Linked DNA regions of Mus musculus: region 1 is linked to region 2. Evidence: chromatin contacts called from public promoter capture Hi-C data. All regions are on one chromosome and are shown on one strand. Each heading gives the region's core, a stretch centred on a gene start, on an enhancer-like site or on the middle of the called end of the contact. The rest is flanking DNA. Distances are from core to core; before and after follow the strand shown. Region 1 overlaps Stmn2 (stathmin-like 2). Region 2 holds the start of Il7 (interleukin 7).

Region 1 (3,007 bases), core at 191-2,690, 930 kb after region 2:
AATATTAGTAACATGTAGCAGTATCTTAATCCTAAGAAGTTTTTGGTTGCAAAAAAAGACCAGAGGGCATGAGGGTCACACCAAAGCACTCAGTGATAACTGAAGACTGACCAATGAAGTTTTAAAGAAATCAGTACCTTTTCCTACATATGAGCTATGAAGTTATAAATGTCCTCCAAGTTACTACCTATCTATCACTTTTTATTTTATAAATTATTTTAGATTATAAATGATAGCACAGGATTAAAACACGAAAGTCTGACAATCAACTTATTAATCATACAATGTATGATTAAACTGTGAAGGTCTGGTGATCTCCTTATGGTCAGTAGATGATAAACATAAGCCAATGATAAACATAGCTAGTGATTTTCTGTTTATTGTTTAATTGACAATTAAAATTGAATGTGTCTACAGTATGCATGTTTTGAAATACAATATACATTGATAATGGCTAAATCAAGTTATCTAACACATGCTTATTTCATGTGTTATCATGTATTTGTGGCAAGAATCCAATCAGAGAAAGTAGATTAAAAATGTGTAGACTGCTGATGAAATGGAGTTTTCATTTACATTAAAAAAGTGTCATTTGCAAGAATTGATGGAACTGAAGATCACTTATTAGCATGGTAAATCAGATTCAAAGAGACACATGTCTCATCTCCTTTCACATGGTTATATATATATATATATATATATATATATATATATATATATATATATATTTATACATACACACATGATGTGAATATAGGAGGAGGAACAACGTTTGGGAAGAAGGAGACTAGGAGGAAGGAGGTAGAGAAAGTCAAAGGAGGGAAATGGAGTGTGAACACAAACAAAGCACTAGATAGGAAAGTTGGAAAATTTCATAACCACATCCAACATTTTGTACAATGAGCACATTCTAATAATTTTTAAACATAAACATAACACAATATATCATCACTATAAATCACATTGAACTGGTTGGATGTTTTGTCAGCTTGACACAATCCACAGTCACTTGGGAAGAAGGAGCCTCGGTTGGAGATTGACCCCACCACACGGGCATGTGCACGTGTCTATGGGCATTCTCCTGACTGATGTGGGAGGGTCCAGCCAACGGTAGGTGGTGCTACCCTTAATCTTGGATTGTATGTGAAAGCAAGCTGGGCAAAGCACAGAAAGGAGGCCGGGAAGCAACGTGCCTCCATGGGCTCTGCTTCACTCTCAGCCTCCAGGTTTCTGCTGAAGTCTGAGCCCTGGCTTCCCTCAGTGGTGGATTGTGTCGTGGAAGTGTAAGCCAAATGCACCCTTTCCTCCCAAGTTGGTTTTTGTCATGGTGTTTTGTCACAGTGACAGAAAGCGAACTAGAAGACTCATGAACGTATTTTAATTGCCTAGATGAAATTTTGTACTATCTAGCCAGCATCTGCGCAGACTCCATCAGACTTGGCAGACATTTTACACTCTGCTCTATGAGGACAGGAATTCTGTCTTTCTGTTTCTGACTTTCTCTCACTACAATGCACTCCAGGTTTATCTACATAGCTGCAAATGACAATTTCCTAAATTTATGATCAAAAGCATTTATGCAGATGCTGCACTCCATGACATTAAAGCAGTTGCATGATTCAGCTGCCGACTTAACACTCTGCTGTTCCTTCCACAGACATGGAGGTGAAGCAGATCAACAAGCGGGCCTCTGGCCAGGCTTTTGAGCTGATCTTGAAGCCACCATCTCCCATCTCAGAAGCTCCACGAACTCTAGCTTCTCCAAAGAAGAAAGACCTGTCTCTGGAGGAGATTCAGAAAAAGCTGGAGGCTGCAGAGGAGCGAAGAAAGGTAACTTTCTCCAGGGGGGTTGTCGTCATCGTAGTTCTTGTTGTTGTTCTTGTTCTTATTTTGTTTGGCCTGGTTTGGCTGGTCTGGCCTGGTCTCGTCTGGTCTGGATTGGTTTGGTTTGGTTTGGTTTAATTTGGTTTGGTTTGGCTTCTTTTGTTTTCTTGAGACAGGGTTCCTCTATGTAGTATAGGCTGTCCTGGAACTTGCTCTGTAGACCAGGTGGCCTCAAAGTCACAGGTTTTTAAAGTCTCTCTTTTCTTCCTCCCCTCTGCTCCCTTCCTTTCTTTTTCACAGATACACACACACACACACACACACACACACACGGGGGAGGGGGGGGAGAAAGAGAGAGAGAGGTTCAATCAGAGATTCCAAGAGACAATGGTACCTGAGTGAGCCTGCACGATCTGAACACCTTCAATTCTCTACAGTAGGATACTAAAAGACTATGGACATTAAGACTGGAGGGCAGAGGTTGGAAAGCCCAGTAAAGAGCACTTCCCAAGTTCCATTCCAAGCATCCATTTCAAGGGACTCTCACCTCTGGCTTCCACAGGAAGCTACACTCCCAAGTGCACAGACCACTCTCAAGTGCACATACACTCCCAAGTGCACATTCCACTCCTGATCCCCACCCCCACCACACACACATACAATTAAAAATAAATATTTTGAAAAATATGAGAGCAGTAAGATATGCTGGCAAATCTGTGAATTAAAGATGTTCTGTCTAGATGTACCTGCTCCAATGGGCTGTATTTTCCTGTCAGGCATCTTTGATATAAAGCATCTTTGAACTGTATTTTCCATTTGCTTTATCATGATGTATTTTAGACTCATGAGGTCACTATGGATATCCTGCACATACACACAGTTCAATTATGTAAATTATATAAATTATATCATTTTATCATGTGAATTATATAAATATAAATTATATTTATTACATGAATGAAACTCTTAATGTTGTCTACAAAAAATCTATCAATATATTAAACACTATAATCTATTAATATTGTTATAAATTCAGATTTAAGATGGAGAAAGTAAGCTATTAACCCAGGCAATAACTTAACTTTTTCATTGCTTCTTGTGGTATTACTTACAGACATAATCAACTATCTTGTCTAAAGCCCTGCAGTGCCTATTGCACCCTGGGCAATTTAAGTTCTTACTC
Region 2 (3,164 bases), core at 596-3,095:
ATTACACCTTTGCTTTTCCTTTGTCCTTTTATCTCTCCAGGTTGTAGGTAATCCAAGGGTTAAAGTGAAAGGCAATTTCAGAACCCAGGGCATTGCAAAGAAGACAGGGATGCGGTGTCTCTAGCTGTACAGTGAGCTCCTGCAGGGGCACCTTGGCAGCCTTCCATCATTTTCTTGGGCAGTCTCTCAGGTCTCCACATCTTTTATTTGGTTTCTGATAAGTACTCCCTCAAATGTTTTTGGTTCGCTAGTACCTAAGAGAGGGGAAGTAATTGTACCTAAAACAGTGGGCCGGAAACCAATACAATGGTTTGCAATGGGGTTGCAAAAGGAAAGAGCCTTAGGCTAGATCCTGCACCTCCATAGGTTCTCTTGCTTGAGGAAGTATTTAAAACACCTGCATTCCCTTAGGTAGACCTCCTCACACTCCATTCTGTTCTCATCTCTATTAGTTCTAGCTACAAATGGATTCCAGCCTCTGTCAATTCTGTTCTTGTCCACTTTAAATCCTTACTTATTTAAAACTAATGCAAGCCTATTAGATTTGATCAGGGAGCTAAGAATTTGTACTCATGGGTACTTAAAGTTCTGCCTCCCTTAAGTAGCAAATATATAGAAGGAAAATAAAATCTGGCCTTTTGCAATCTCAGCCGCAGGACTTGGGTTCCCAGCAAACAAGTCAACTTACAGCCTGGATCGGAAACTCCCAGACTTACTGCGGGGAGAAGAGGGGGTTTTCCAATGATCTGTCCTTTAGGGTTTAAAAGCGCATCCTGGGAGCGACTCTTTCATTCTCCATGAAGTTCTGAGCTGCGAGAGCCCAGCAACGCCCTGAACCCAGGCAGCCTGTGAGTAACTGCACAGCCAGGAAGCCAGGAAGGGCTGCATTGAAGAGGTACTGGCTAGGGACAAAGTGGCTGAAAACCACTGACTACTGAGTCTTGACTGCAGGGGGCCACCGCGTCGCGGCTCCCGCACTGAAGCTCTGGGTCTGGGGATCTGAAAACCGCCTCGGGAACTGTTCCTCCCCGCCCGCCAGGGTTGTACGCCCAGGTGCCAATGGTTCTGGGCAACCGAGCTCAGCGCGGGTAGTGGCTGACCATGGGAGAGGCCAAGCTCTCAGCCTGTCCAAAGTGCAAGGCCGGGCTATTCCCGGACGTGCGGAGGCGCGGGGGCGGGTGGCACCTCCCGGACTGTCCCAGAGTCCCCGGCGCGCTAGGCGCACCTACTTGTGCGCACCAGAGAGCAGCGCTTACCATGGAACATGGTCTGCGGGAGGTGGGTGTAGTCATGATGACTGGGACTGCAGCAGGAGCCGGCTCTCACCACCCATAATCACTCCCAGGACCCCGGTCATCCACCGGGTGGCCGCAAACCGGTGCTGGGCAGGGCAGTTCAGGCAGCTGACTCCTCTCACCCACGCCACGCCTGGTCCATCCATCCCAAGAGGGGCCGCATGCATCACCGGCCACCCAGGCGCTCTGGCTTTGCCATAACTTCCGTAGGATCTGCCGGCAGACTAAGCAGGGTACTTTCAGTTTCTACTTTGCGCTGGGTCTTCAGGTTCAATGTTTGGGTTTATACCCTCAGCGTCTTCCCCAGTCACCTGGACCAGGATCAGTGGTTGCTGCGAATTGAAAGTAGCTCAGGAGAAGCCAGCTGGCCTTCTGGATCAGAAAGATTCGGCTAATAGGCTTTTCAAATGACTTCTAACCTCTCTGGCAACTCTGTGAGACTGGGAGCTAAAACCGCTGGTTACTAATATGTCCACAGAAGCCACAAATGTGCAGCAGAGAAAGCTCGCTATTGCAAGTCAGTTCCACTGAGGAGGCGTCGCTGCTTCTGCTGCCGCCGATGTAAGTCATCTTAAAAAAAAAAAAAAAAAAAAGGAAGTGAAGGATGATTAAGAGGGTCACGCCCTCTGCCCCTCTAGGTTCTCTAGTTTGTTTTTTTTTTTTTTTTCCTCCCTGTCATCTGTGCAATGCACCTGCTCAGGTAGGACTTTAAGAACAAATAATTCTTGTGAGTCCATCCAGTCTAGTATGTAAGTGGTAGCTTCAGAAAACCAAAACTCGTATTAGTTGGGGGCACATAGAAGTTCTGCATAGTAACTATCTCCCACAGTTATCTCCTGACATAGCTAATCACCATTGTGATTGTTTCATTAAAGTGTTTTGTTTTGTTTTAATAATAGGCCTGAATTACCGAGGGGATTCCTGATTTAGTGTTGTTTCTTATAATCAGGAGAAACACTGCTTAGGTGAAGGCAGGTTGTGCAAACCAGTAACAAGAGAGATCTGAGATCAGGACCATATCTCTCATATATCTAGTATTTGCTCTATGCCAGGACTCTTGGTCAGGAATTTACATGTATTTTGGCATCTGGAGTTTTCTGCCGAGGCAATCTGTTTTCTTATCTGCAGTTGAAAGATACACATGGGAACAGAGGCTTCCTTAAGTAACAGAGCTAAGTTCACGTGGCTGAATTTGGATAAAAAACACCTGCAGGCTGGCTTCAAAGAGTCTGCTTGGAATCTCTTGTGGAAGAGAACCTTGTAAATAATGGAGGATACAGTAGACTAAGAAGACGCCCTAGGGTGGTGGGTGTGCTCTTAACGCTCTGGGGAACCTCAGAAAGGGGTCTGGAGCTGGCGGTTCCTAATCGGACATCAGGACACGAGCTTCAGATTCTGTCTGTTAACAGTGAAAAGAGGCAGAGAGGTACTGTTTGTGCATTTAGAGTGTGGACCATAGGAGTTCTAACTGGGCACTGGCCTGTGGACTCTGCAGGGACTCTCACTTTCCACATTCAATGTAAAACCTGTTGTCTTAGTGCACTTCCAAAATAAATCCTACCCGGTGCCTGCAGGGCTGTTTAAACACCTCTCTGTTGTCTCTCTTGTTGTCATCCTGCTCAAAGCATCAGGAGATTTGACAGTACTTGTTATCTTCACTGCAGCCCTGGTCTCCAGACAGCTCCCATCCACAGAGAAGGGCTATCTAGAATAGGATTAGGCTCCAGCGTTGCAGTATGACAGGATGGAAGAGAGCTACTGTGGTGAGAAAGCATTTCAACGATGGAACATGGAAAAATGTCCACCAAAAAAAAAAAAAAAAAAAAAAAAAAAAGGAAAGAGAGGAAAGAGAAAGAAAACAGGGAATTG

Evidence for each region. Promoter capture Hi-C pulls out the DNA fragments that hold promoters and counts their contacts.
Region 1: a promoter capture Hi-C map of hippocampal neurons shows a contact between it and region 2, with 6 times the contacts expected there. The contact joins the enhancer-like site here to the promoter of Il7 in region 2. A contact is called at or near these places in 7 of 39 promoter capture datasets (the 3T3-L1 cell line, 3T3-L1-derived adipocytes, the C10 cell line and 4 more) and 5 of 115 datasets of contacts at active chromatin or transcription factors (SST interneurons, bone marrow-derived dendritic cells, embryonic stem cells and 2 more).

What each region holds. Positions count from the first base shown.
Region 1 is chr3:8,543,916-8,546,922 of GRCm38.p6, forward strand. It overlaps Stmn2 (stathmin-like 2), which reads left to right. Exons shown (of 5, transcript NM_025285.2): 3 at 1,658-1,830. Among named protein-coding and RNA genes, the nearest start is that of Stmn2, 36 kb to the left of the region's middle. Within about 2 kb of position 1,441, at least 2 of the 459 cell types and tissues checked have an H3K27ac peak or open chromatin away from gene starts, as enhancers often do. A contact at or near this core is called in hippocampal neurons, where this site is marked.
Region 2 is chr3:7,611,915-7,615,078 of GRCm38.p6, forward strand. It overlaps Il7 (interleukin 7), which reads right to left and starts at 1,846. Exons shown (of 5, transcript NM_008371.5): 1 at 1,257-1,846. The coding sequence starts at 1,266. It overlaps Gm16685 (predicted gene, 16685), which reads left to right and starts at 791. Exons shown (of 3, transcript NR_168341.1): 1 at 791-895.